Linked DNA regions of Xenopus laevis: region 1 is linked to region 2. Evidence: chromatin contacts called from public Hi-C data. All regions are on one chromosome and are shown on one strand. The core of a region is the stretch at or near the end of the contact, and the rest is flanking DNA. Distances in the headings are between cores, read along the strand shown. Region 1 overlaps vav2.L (guanine nucleotide exchange factor VAV2). Region 2 holds the start of vav2.L (guanine nucleotide exchange factor VAV2).

The links. A called contact is a pair of places that touch in the nucleus more often than the background predicts.
Region 1: a contact with region 2 is called in a Hi-C map of the XTC cell line, with 3 times the contacts expected there. The contact joins the enhancer-like site here to the promoter of vav2.L in region 2. A contact is called at or near these places in 2 of 4 Hi-C or Micro-C datasets (the XL177 cell line and the XTC cell line).

What each region holds. Positions count from the first base shown.
Region 1 is chr8L:5,739,273-5,746,230 of Xenopus_laevis_v10.1, reverse strand. It overlaps vav2.L (guanine nucleotide exchange factor VAV2), which reads right to left. Exons shown (of 31, transcript XM_041572356.1): 4 at 1,891-1,959. Among protein-coding and RNA genes, the nearest start is that of LOC108698198, 23 kb to the left of the region's middle. Within about 2 kb of position 3,825, at least 1 of the 7 cell types and tissues checked has an H3K27ac peak or open chromatin away from gene starts, as enhancers often do.
Region 2 is chr8L:5,642,395-5,649,086 of Xenopus_laevis_v10.1, reverse strand. vav2.L (guanine nucleotide exchange factor VAV2) reads right to left here and starts at 3,865. Exons shown (of 31, transcript XM_041572356.1): 1 at 2,911-3,865. The coding sequence starts at 3,117.

The sequences.
Region 1 (6,958 bases), core at 2,576-5,075, 97 kb before region 2:
TTACAATGGGGATCAGATAGGATCTGTGCAGCAACTGGGACAGAATGTTCTGTTATACAGATAGCTAGAATCTCAGCTGCCATAAAGCAGGACAGGACTGCTGCTTACAATGGGGATCAGAGAGGATCTGTGCAGCCACTGGGACAGAATGTTCTGTTATACAGATAGCTAGAATCTCAGCTACCATAAAGCAGGACAGGACTGCTGCTTACAATGGGGATCAGATAGGATCTTTGCAGCCACTGGGACAGAATGTTCTGTTATACAGATAGCTAGAATCTCAGCTGCCATAAAGCAGGACAGGACTGCTGTTTACAATGGGGATCAGATAGGATCTGTGCAGCCACTGGGACAGAATGTTCTGTTATACAGATAGCTAGAATCTCAGCTGCCATAAAGCAGGGCAGGACTGCTGCTTACAATGGGGATCAGATAGGATCTGTGCAGCCACTGGGACAGAATGTTCTGTTATACAGATAGCTAGAATCTTAGCCACAAAGCAGGGACAGCCTGCTGTGACACTTCTCTGAAAGCTAGCATTATTTTAACACCCAACTCATCTGCTTCATTGCAGCACTGGGTTTCTAGGTTCGATTCTGGCCAGGGCAGTATCTGCAAGGAGTTCTCCTTACTGTATTTCATCACTATAAAAGCACAGTGAGACTTGTAGTTCTGCTACAGTTGAAGGAAATCCAGTTTTGAAGGTTAACTACACAACAAAGTGGACATGAAACCCTAAGAAATAACTTCAACCTCTCCCACATATCTGCTTCCCTACCGTCGCTTATTCGGCCATTCCCCTTCCCAGGGTGATCGGATCAATTAGGTGCACAATTAGCCGTTTTTGTAACACTGCTATATATCTTCCGCCCCTTCCCCCAGTTCCAGCCATCTGCTTGGCTTCCGTGCCTCTCCCCGGCCATCTGTCTGAAGGCTACAGTGCTCCCATCGGCATTAGCCAGAACATGGCATCATTAGCCAGATATGAGGGCCCCGCACTGGAAAGTAAGGGTACACCAAATCCATCCATATTGGATCGTACCTCTTTGGCTGGAGACTAAACTGAAATTAAATATTCATTTGCATATGCAGATTTCCCTGAAAGCTAAATACCATTGAGACTTCCAGTTTGGGTTCAGTTGAAGATTAGGCCGGACCCTGCAAAATGAATTGGCTAAATCCAGAACTAAATCCTGGATCTGACACTTTCCTACTGGTACGGCTCTAAATACAGTATATAATATAATACAGGTATAAGACCTGTTATCCAGAATGCTCAGTACCTGGGCCTTTCCGTAATCACTTAACTATTAAATAAAGCTAATAGGCTGTTTTTTTTTTCCAATAAAGGATTAATTATATCTTAGTTGGGATCAAAAAAATGTTGATGTTACTGATCCTTTAATATATAGAATTATCCGATGTTATTTTATTGTCTGGTGCTCTGGGCTCAGTAGTAACAAGAACTCACTCGGCAAGTTCCTCCAGGCTTCTGAGAGGGTATAGCTTATTGTGTGCCCAGAACATTCCTTCTCTGTATATTTGTATTTATACATATGGGAGGAGGAGGTGCCATATTGATTCCCTTAGACAGTACAGTATGAGGGTATAGCTTATTGTGTGCCCAGAACATTCCTTCTCTGTATATTTGTATTTATACATATGGGAGGAGGGAGGTGCCATATTGATTCCCTTAGACAGTACAGTATGAGGGTATAGCTTATTGTGTGCCCAGAACATTCCTTCTCTGTATATTTGTATTTATACATATGGGAGGAGAAGGAGGTGCCACATTGATTCCCTTAGACAGTACAGTATGAGGGTATAGCTTATTGTGTGCCCAGAACATTCCTTCTCTGTATATTTGTATTTATACATATGGGAACTCACTCAGCAAGCTCCTCCAGGCTTCTGTATATGTCGTCATCGTTCTCTGTTGTGTCTTCTGAAGGGAAAGGCCTGCAATGGAGAAGAGAAGAAACATCAGAAACTGAGGTCCATGTCAATATACCATTTATTATACGGTCAAGGAACTTGGTCACTTGTAATATACTTTAATTTGAGAGGTACATTATAAACCGAATATAGGCCTCAGTACATTGGAGCAGGCATGAGAGATGGGCATTACAAGTGAATGGAGCAACGAGAGGCAGAGAGAGAAGAGAAGGCTCATTGTTTGAGCCAGAGAAGAGAGGAGGAGGCACCCAGTATAGGAAAAATAAATGCACGGTGCATGTGGAAAAGGAGCAAGTGCCCAAATTACTGCCATTTTCATGCTTGTTCTCCAGTCCTGTTCCTCCCAAGAGTGAAGTTTCTCAGTAGAAAGAGGAAAGAAATAAACAGAATCCTCAGCTGCCAATCGCAGTCCTCGAAATTCTTTATTTTTTTGCGAGATGTAAAGTTAAACACTTCCCTGTCACGGACACCCAAGAAGACAAATATTAAACATGGAAAATATATCCTGTCGATTAATCTTCCACTAAAATGAGATTACTTTATGAGAGTATATATGTTATATAGGAGATACCATATTGATTCCCTTAGACAGTACAGTATGAGGGTATAGCTTATTGTGTGCCCAGAACATTCCTTCTCTGTATATTTGTATTTATACATATGGGAGGAGGGAGGTGCCATATTGATTCCCTTAGACAGTACAGTATGAGGGTATAGCTTATTGTGTGCCCAGAACATTCCTTCTCTGTATATTTGTATTTATACATATGGGAGGAGGTGCCATATTGATTCCCTTAGACAGTACAGTATGAGGGTATAGCTTATTGTGTGCCCAGAACATTCCTTCTCTGTATATTTGTATTTATACATATGGGAGGAGGTGCCATATTGATTCCCTTAGACAGTACAGTATGAGGGTATAGCTTATTGTGTGCCCAGAACATTCCTTCTCTGTATATTTGTATTTATACATATGGGAGGAGGGAGGTGCCATATTGATTCCCTTAGACAGTACAGTAAGAGGGTATAGCTTATTGTGAGCCCAGAACATTCCTTCTCTGTATATTTATATATGAGGAAGCTTCTGATTTTTTGGCAGTGCTAAACTGGAAGTGATAATCCTGGCGTTGGACAGAGGAGGCAGATGAAATGCCAGAGGGCACTATTATGAATTATGTCTGACATGATGCTCTGCTCTATCATCTCAATGAATATGAATGCTTTTGAAGAAACATGAAGCCTAAGATACAAAAGGCACCCCCCCCCAGTCATGGATTTATTATGATCACACATCTGGATAGTCGTAACGGCCAGTGCAATTCTGCAGGGCGAGTCTGTATCTGCAGGAGCTGGCGACGGACACTTCCTGTTTTATGTTGTTACATGAATATTTCATGAGTCCAAACGCTGCTCTGCCGTCTTGTTTTCCTGTCCCTGGGACATTAACCATCTAGAAGTTGAATTAGAGAATTAGAAGGTCTCAGATGCCAATACCGGGGGCCAAGAAAGGTGCAGATATGTCAAAGTATCCGGCCGCTGAATGGTGGAGGGGCCTAGAATGGCCTTGTGCTTTGGAAAGGTTGCTCATTAGGGTGCCGCATTGTTTGTTCCCTTATGACTGCAGAGAAATGTAACTGTGCTGGGGTCCCATGTTTGAGTCCATGTTGCGGGGCTGCAGATACTGTGCCAGGTGGGCTCACGCAAGCGTTTAACATGTTCTTATAAGGCCGGCCGGTGCCAAGTTACACGGGGCTTGTCTGAAAACAAAAACATTCCAGCCATATTTCTTCCTTCCCCCAGCCCCTTCATTCCTTTATTTTATCCAGGAGAAGCCCCCACCCTTCCAACTGCCATTGTGCCTGGGCCCTACGGACAAACAGCAGCCATCATGCCGAGCCTGCGTGGGTGGCTGAGCAAACTCCTGAACTGTGAACCACCACACAGCGCTGGCTCGGAGAAAGAAGAATGCGAGTCTGGGAAAGATTTCACAAGCCGAGTAGGAGGTTTCTCCCTCTGCACAAAAGAATATTTTGGGCAGAGGAAATGGATTTTTATTTCTCTGGCAGTTTTTTCTTGTATTTGGTTGGCTTCCATTGGTGTTCAGCTTATGGGATACGGAGGGAGATCAGCTATAGAAACCACAAAGGCCTGGAAAGTTGTGTTAGTAGGGTTTATTCCTCCTGCTTCTTCTTTCATTTGCTCAACTAATATGTGCCCACTTCTCTTCTGCCCCATCATTGCCATTTCCACATGTCTTCTCGTTGTTTTTTCTCCCCTCTCTTGCATCATGCCTTACTGACTCCTTTCTGTTCTGCACACAATTTATATTTTATTGGGCACCTCCTAGCTGTGCCAGGGGGAGCATTCATTCATCTAGAAAGTAGGGAGTTCCTGAGCCACTCATCTTCAATCAAAATCCTTGATGCCGTTCTTGGGACTAAATCATCAAAAATTTCCAGTAGACAAACCTCGGGGCATCTGATGGCGTGATTTTTTTCTATTATGAAGACTGTAGTCCAAGATATTTGGGGTAGTTGGAATTTTCTCTTCTGAAGGAGCCTAAAGGGGGTTAGGTGAAATAATTGGGTGATCATACACCCTCTTGGCCCCTGCCCATTCCTTTCAATACAGATTTGGCCAATTTTTCTACACAAATTTTAAGGCCGAGGCAAGGGGAGATTAAGTCTCACTGAAGTCCTCATTTAGGTGGGTGGATTGCTTCTAGGTCTTCTAAGAATTCTCAGTGCTGGGGTAGGTGTAGAAGACATTTGGGCTCTGGAATTGTTTGTGAAACAATTGGGAAAATGGAATACCAGGAATCCCTTGTGGCTTCTGTAGGTCTCCTGTCCCTCACAAAATCTTCAAGGACTTGTAAACCCCATCAAGGACAGATGGTTGTTCAAGAACCACTTGGAGGTCCAACCTTAGCTCAGGGCCTCTGTTATCAGATAACAAAGTTACAAACCTGCTGGTGTATTAGTGATTCCACCCTAAAAATATATCAAGAATACTTTTTATCTTCAAAGTGACCATCATGATTGGCTTTCATGAGCATCGATAAGGACAAACAGTAGCGAGCTGGTCGGATCAGTAACACTCGCCTGTACCTCTTCACTGCGTTTATTAAAAAGGTGCCACAAGAGACTTGACAGCTCCCGGGGAAAGACGCACAGCATGTTAGACAGGGCTGGAGATGACAAGCAACGTGTGATAACAGATAATCGAGAGTGAGAAGGTGTGAGAGGGATACAATGGATGTGTAGCCAGAAACCACAAAGGGAGGCAAGCGAAACTCAAATAAAAATGTGTAGGCGGATTATCAGGAGATGTTTTTATTTTATTTGTCCCCTGAACCATAACAGTAGTTGCCAAAATGTGGGTATTGCACTCCTGGGGTGGGTTTGGAGGGAGCACTAAGACGGAAGGCTAGCTGGGGTGAGAATTGTCCAACATAGCCATTTGTCCAACATAGCCATTTGCTCTCGAAGAGGGGAAAGTCTAAGTGCAGAATGGAAGTAAAAGGAAGGTCCCCCAAGTAAACAGGAGAAGGAAAATTCAGTCTCCGATCCCTCGGCACTGGAGCTTCCTCGCTTGGTTATTGGTCTCTGGATGTTCTTTTGGACATTTGCTAGGAGGGTAGCCATGTTATGCAAATTATAAAGTAGCTGATAAGGCAAGGATGGAGTAGCAAGCAGTGGAAAATTACCATTGGGCAAGGAAAGGGGCAGAATGGGGAGACATGGGGCCAGGAACACACTTGAGAAGGTGGCACAGGGAAAGATAGACAACACAAAGGTGGGACAGGTAGATACAATGTAGGTGTCTGATTAATGAGGGAGGAGTCATTAATGCCAAGCACTGCACCATTGTGAATCTTCCCTTAAAGAGCCCTAATGAAATGACGGCATCTGTAGGAAAGCACTTCCCGGGGTGCAGAAGCCGCACGCCTTGTAGGAAAGTTTACACACACACAGTTGAATGTTTCAGTTCAGTGTAACAGCTGCCGAGTCTCTCACAAAACACAGACACACTCCCTGATTCTGGTGGAAAGGGCCCTGATGGATTTAATGTGGAGTTAAATTACAGAAGAATATATAAACACTGAGGTGTGGTCCTGCCGGCTGAATCTATGAGATATTGTGTCTAGCCGTGTGTGGGGGTGTAATAGGAAACAGACCAACCGCCATCTAACAGGAACCATCAAGCTCTTCCACCAGCCACTCATACACACTTCAATAGGGGTCTGTGACCAAAAGTTGGACCTTCAAGGGGAGCACTGATCAAAGGTTATACCTTCAAAAGGAACACTGACCAAAGGATGGACATTCAAGGGAGGCACTGACCAAAGGATGGACATTCAAGGGAGACACTGACCAAAGGTTCATTCAAGGGAAGCACTAACCACAAGTTGGACATTCAAGAGAAGCACTGACCAAAGATTCGTTCAAGGGAAGCACTGACCAAAAGTTGGACATTCAAGGGAAGCACTGACCAAAAGTTGGACATTCAAGGGAAGCACTGACCAAAAGTTGGACATTCAAGGGAAGCACTGACCAAAGGTTGGACCTTTAAAGGGAGAATGACAAAGGTTGGACCTTCTAGGTGGGCAGTGACCAATGGTTGGGCATTTAAGGGGTACACAGACTGAAAGCTGGACCTTCAAGGAAGGCACTGACCAAAGGAGGGACCTTCTAGGAGGGAACTACCCAATGGTTGGGCCTTCAATGGGGCACTGACCAAAGGCTGGACATTCAAGGGAGGCACTGCCCAATACCTAGACCTTCAAGGGAGGCACTGCCCAAAAAGCTAGACCTTCAAGGGAGGCACTAACCAAAATCTGGACCTTCTGGGGGGCATTAACCAAAAGTTGGACCTTCAAGGGTAGCAATGACCAAAATCTGGACCTTCTGGGGGGGCACTGGCCAACGTTTGGACCTTCAACAGGTGCCTTAGCTTAGCCTGGACACAGGCTGACGTTACTTGACCTGCATCCCCAAACCTT
Region 2 (6,692 bases), core at 2,616-5,115:
TAATTTGTGTCAAGGTTTAGCCCTTTAAATTTAAAGTATGATTCATCAGGGTTAAACCAATCACACAGGCAGGGTAATTGGCTCCAAATTAAGTCAACCCTAGTTAGTGTGACTGATACGGACCTTAGATTGTAAGCTCCATTGAGGCAGGGACTGATGGAAATGTTATAGGGACCTTAGAGTGTAAGCTCACTGGGGCTGATGGGATGTTATAGGGACCTTAGATTGTAAGCTCACTGGGACATGGACTGATGGGAATGTGATAGGGACCTTAGATTGTAAGCTCACTGGGACATGGACTGATAGGAATGTGATAGGGACCTTAGATTGTAAGTTCACTGGGGCAGGGATGGATGAGAACGTGATAGGGGCCTTAAATTGTAAACTCCACTGGGGCAGGGGCTAATGGGAATGTGATAGGGACCTTTGATTGTAAGCTCACTGGGGCAGGGACTGATGAGAATATGATAAGGATTTATATTATAAACTCACTGGGACAGGGAATGTGATAGGGACCTTAGATTGTAAGCTCCATTGAGGCAGGGACTGATGGAAATGTTATAGGGACCTTAGAGTGTAAGCTCACTGGGCGCTGATGGGAATGTTATAGGGACCTTAGATTGTAAGCTCACTGGGACATGGACTGATGGGAATGTGATAGGGACCTTAGATTGTAAGTTCACTGGGGCAGGGATGGATGAGAATGTGATAGGGGCCTTAAATTGTAAACTCCACTGGGGCAGGGGCTAATGAGAATATGATTGTGACCTTAGATTGTAAGCTCACTGGGACAGGGACTGATAAGAATATGATTGGGACCTAAGATTGTAAGCTCACTGGGGAAGGGAGTGATGGGAACGATGTATAATGTGTAAATAAAGAACTGCTGGATCCATGCAGTGCACTCTAAATGTGCATACTATACAGCAAACTATATGGCAGCACCAAATGTCTTGTTAACGCTCCCTTCTAACACCTGGGTATCCTCTCAAATACACAGGTCACATAAAACACGACAAGAAGGCAAAGCAACACAGGAAAATTCAATGCAGCCCCAAAAGTAGAGCCCGTTATTTCCCCTGTTCTGCTATGCCATTTAGATTGTAAGCACTTCAGACCAGCAGGGTCCATTGAACGGCAGTTTTGAGTCCCACTCAGCTAAATACACTGAATAAACTGATGGATCTTATCCCTCCTGTCTCTCAAGCAGTTTCACAGTAGATAAGGATTTCTAATTATCCCTGGGGCACACGTTCTGCCATTCTGAGTAGTGATGCCAATCCTGCATCTTAATATTGCTTGTGTGCCAATTTCCCATGATACCACTTAAAGGGGAGAAAAAGCCGCTAACAAACATGTTTTTTTTTTTTAATTACTATTATGGCATCATCCTAAATACCTTCTGCACCCATTAAATAACATACAGGTACCATGGTGGTGCAGTGTGACTTCTAATATCCTTATCATTTACAGTAGGGGGTACATTATCCCTTATAATACATGAGTGATACTCAGAGTTCCCTGTATAACTCAGCCTGCAGCCTTGTGCCTTTATATGGTCACAGAACAACCCATCAGTACTTCTAATATCCTTATCATTTACAGTAGGGGGTACATTATCCCTTATAATACATGAGTGATACTCAGAGTTTTCTGTATAACTCAGCCTGCAGCCTTGTGTCTTTATATGGTCACAGAACAACCCCTCAGTGACTTCTAATATCCTTATCATTTACAGTAGGGGCTACAGTATACCTTATAATACTCGATTGATACTCCTTAAAATTTACACTACCCCATATCTATTTAACAGTGGGTGGTACATTACTTCACGGATACATTTGAGCGATCCATGAAGGAAGCATTGATTATTTTAAAGGGGAACTCCACCCAAAACAGGCTGCATTTCTTGCATAATGAAAGAATAACATGTTCCTAAGTAAAATATACATTCATTAAAAATGTTCAGTGGCTTCAAACTTTGTTACAGGGGTTGTTCACCTTTAAATTAAGTTTTAGTATGATGTAGAGAGGGATATTCTAAGACACTTTGCAATTGGTTTTTTTATTGGTATTTTTATTCAGCAGTTCTCCAGTTTGCAATGTTCAGCCATCTGGTTGCTAGGGTCCAAGCAACAATGCAGTGATTACAATAAGAGACTGGAATATGAACAGCAGAGGCCTGAATAGAATGACAAGTAATAAAAAGTAACAATAACAATACATTTGTTTTTAATTGGGGTCAGTGACTCCCATTTGAAAGCTGGAAAGAGTTAGAACAAATAAAAAATAAACAATGGCCAATTGAAAAATTGCTTAGAATTGGCCATTCTATAACATACTAAAAGTTAATGTAAAAGTGAACTACCCTTTTAACTGTCATTGCAGCTGAAAGTGGCATTTCAGTTGTCTGGTTCTTGAAACAATGTAGCCAAGCTCTCCCCTAGGTCTGTTTCAGGGGTCAGAACCAACAGTGCAGCGAGAACGCTGTCTATAAAAATGACATTTGCACATAACTTTAACACACGTGAGGAATGGATGTCTTTTAGGAAGTTGCTTGGAATACGATTTCCTTTTATTAAGCAAACAAGAAGTATTTTTGGGTGGTGATGCCGTTTAATGATCACCCCAGGAGTGAGGTTATGTTCAGATGAGGAGAGTGCGAATAAAAGGAATATTGCGAGTGGTTTCCTGCAGTGCGGCAGGGCTCCGCATGCTGATCGCAGGTGATGAGATTGCAGCGCTGATGCAAATATAAAGCCCGTCTTTTAGGTTTCAGACAATAAGCCACAGGGTAGCCCACACGATGGTGGCTTTGGGAAGGGAGGGGGAAATACGAGGTTCGCAGAACAAAGAGAAGCAGAAATCACAGTTATGAAACCCCATTGTCACCCCCCGAGCTATAGTTACCTGTGACATCTGGGGTCTGAAGTTGATGTCCTTGAGGTCTATAGATCCAGGGGAGAGGTTGTGCAGCAGCTGACAGAGCAGGACTCCATCCCGCAGAGCTTGGGCCAGGTCAAAGACCACGGCAGACGGCCACACCACCCGGTGGTCCACGGGGAGAACTTTGCAGTCGATCAGCCACAGTCCACACTGTCTCCAGCCCTCAGTCATGTTGGCAAGCCCAGGAATCCCCACGGAGAAACGAGGCAAGGGATCCCCCCTCTCGGCCACTCACAAGATCACAGTCCGGGAGAGGGACAATCAAATGGCCAGTGGGTGTCCTCTAGTCATGCAGCGAGTATGGGGGTCCATCTCTTAGCCCAGGAGGCGTCTCAGGCAACCAAGCTGCTCCTCTGGGGGTATCAATAGGGTCAAGCAGCACTGTCCCAATTGAAGGTCCCTTAACCCTTTCCACCCTGCAGAAGCCGCTTCTGATCAGCCCAGGGGGTCACGTTGCGTATTAACCCTTCCCCAGCTACTGTGACTCTGAGCTTTGTTAACCCTTTCAGATCACTTCCAGCAGCTGTATAAGGACGAAGCCACTTTCCTGCTCATTAACCCTATGTAAGTCAGGAATAGTTGCTGGGGATCAGCCGCTGCCTCTCGTATTGGGCTTAACCCTCACAGTCCCGGCTCAATGCACCCAGCGAGGGGCGGAGACTTCAGCTGATTAACCCTTGTCTGGCCAGGTCCTAGTACAATCAGGGACTCACCCTTGCCTTGTGTCGCTGGGGTGCCTTGGGGTCTCTCAGTCCAGCCTGAGCATTGTCAGGATCACATACACTCACTGCTTGGCACCGGGGAGGAGACAGGGTTCCACGGCTTCTACACAACTCTTCTCTTGCCGCTGCCACACTCCGCCGGACCCCGTCCCCACAAGCTGTACCTTAACTCAGCGCGCGCTCACGCACCCAGAACGCGCTTTAAGGGCTGGTGTCAGAGAGCGGGCGTGTTTATCCGGGAAGGAGGCGTGGTGTCACGAAAGGGGGCGTGGCTGACGGTAACAGCTTTACATGTGAAGTTCTATTGTCGCTTCTTATATCTCTGAATTGGTACCGGTGCTGCCTCAGTGTCGGACTGGGACACCAGGGACCCACCCAAAAACCTCAGTACTATTATTATTCCCACTCTCAGTACTATTATTATTCTCCTCACTCAACCTCTATTCTCCCAGTCTCTTTTCTTTACATACTATAATCTATTATTCCATCTATTTAGCTTCTGTTCTCATAGAAATAGGGAATGGCCATGAAATAGGCCAAATGTTTAGCAGCACAAGTAGTGATGTGCGGGTAGAGAATTTCTCGTCCCGCACCGACCCTAACCCGTCCGCTCCCTACCCGCATCCGACCCGGGCCTGCTACTCCCCTTTATTTATAGACCCGCGCCGCCCCGCAGTGACGTCACAAAAGGGTCGGGGCAGGCGGAAGTCTATAAATCCCGTCACCGGAAGCCGGCAGTGCTAGGCCGCGACGGGGAGAGCAGGAGAAGAGCTTGACCTGCCCACGACCCGCACATTTTGTCCAGGGGTCGGCCCAAACCCGCCCGACCCACGGGTCCCACGGGCCTCAGGTCGGCCCGCACATTACTAAGCACAAGGGCCTCCTGACACCTGGGCCCATCCAGAGTTTTCCTGGTATCCCTGTGGGCAGTAGCGTAACTGGAGGGGGGCGGGCCCTGGTGCGTGACGCGCAGCTGGGCCCCGCCCCCTCTGCATGGGCACGCACAGGCTGCCGGGGGTGTGTGGGCCCTGTCCCATTGTCACTAACACAGAACATTCTATCCCTGAATTGGTACCGGTGCTGCCCGAGTGTCCCATTGTCACTTCTATAAAACATTATATCCCTGAATTGGTACCGGTGCTACATACACACATATATATATATATATATATATATATATATACACAAAATAAACAAAAGCCATGAATATCTTGTAAATTATAGCCTTATAAATGGTGAGTTCTGATGTCATCAGTTATAAACGGTGAGTTCTGATGTCATTTCTGTCACATGACTCACTGAAATTTGTGTATTATAATAAATAAAGTACCCCCAGTTGTAAAATATGAGGATATTAGAAGTTAACTCGGAGTTCCATGACCTGTATAAAAACACTCGGCCTTCAGCCTCGTCTTTTTATATGGTCATGAAACTCCTCGGTAACTTATAATATCCTTATATTTTACAAGAGGGGGTAGTTTATTCACTATATATAAATATATATATATATATATATATATATATATATATATATATATATATATATATATATATATATATATATATATATATATATATATATATATATATATATATATAACAAACAAGGGAAAGTTGTGCTCACCACTATTTTTTAAAACCATTAGGCGGGGGTGCAATGAGGGTGTGACCACAAAATACATATAGACAAATACAAGATTCCTCTGCACTCAACCCATTATCAATATATTTAAGACAGAGACATTTTGTGCATACTGCTACTAAAAAATGCCTTACCCTTTAAACAAAACAGGGATTGTTTGTCCATATATTGCAATATATTTAAGCTGGCCAACTACGTCAAAGTCATCCCATATCTGGCCAGTCCTATGCTCAATTTTCATTTGATTCATTAAGAATTCTATTGCTTCATTATACATTTTACAAAGGGACTAAGTTTTACCTGCAACTTACTTGCTGCTTTCAAAGTAAACCCCCATACTTGGCTGCCCTTTGTCCTTGGTTGAGTGCAGAGGACTCTTGTATCTGTATATATATATATATATATATATATATATATTATATCTGTGCCACTGTTTTTGGCTGATATTTCCACACTTTCATCTTGCTATCTTGTAATTTATATGTGTGTGCACAATTATTTTTTTTATGTTACTCTAGTTCCCCTTTAAAAATATTCCTGTGGCTAAGGGGGAATCACAAAGTGCCTAGATATCCTCCCAGGCATGAGAAAGTGAATTGAAATGAGCCCGCTGGATCATTAGAGGCCTATACACAGGGCTATCTTTGTTAACTCTGGAGTTGGCGGTGGGAGGAGAAATCAGGAAGGGAGAGGCAAAAAAAAAAGGGAAACTAAAAAATCAAGGATATTGTGTGGGAGAGAGAAACTGGAAATCTGCTCTGCTAAACTACTGTGAAGAGCCAGAAGTCATTGGAGAGGGCATTGTGCAAAAGGAATGAATAGACAACTAAGAGATAAGAGAGGCTAAAAGCCACAGGAAGAGGCACATAGTGTATAATAAGTCCTCTAGACAAGGCACATTGTATGACAGACAGGCATGGCAAGCAATTATGATAACAGCACCGGGGTTGCTTCTAAACTTTGCTCTCTGGAAAATAGTGTTTTTTATATGTGAATTGTAACTGCCTGAACTCTTCTACAACTCCAGCCCCGCCTTTAAATGTTCAAATTTAAAAATGATTTGACATCACCAGACATAGCTTGCCCCCCTCTTCTCCACCTATAGCACACACACCTGTATATACAGTAATAATACTTCTCTGCTCCATATACTGTCACTGCCACTGAACAACACTACTAAGAAAAGAGGTGTCAGCAGATGCTTCATGCATCAGCAACTTCAGCTTCTGAAAGAATTTGGTTAAAAAAAAAAAAGCGATAAAGCCAGAAAATACTGTTTGACTAACATTATCATTTTTTTTTTATTATGAATATAGGTATGGGACCTGTTATCCAGAATGCTCGGGAGCTGAGGTTTTCTGGATAACGGATCTTACCGTAAT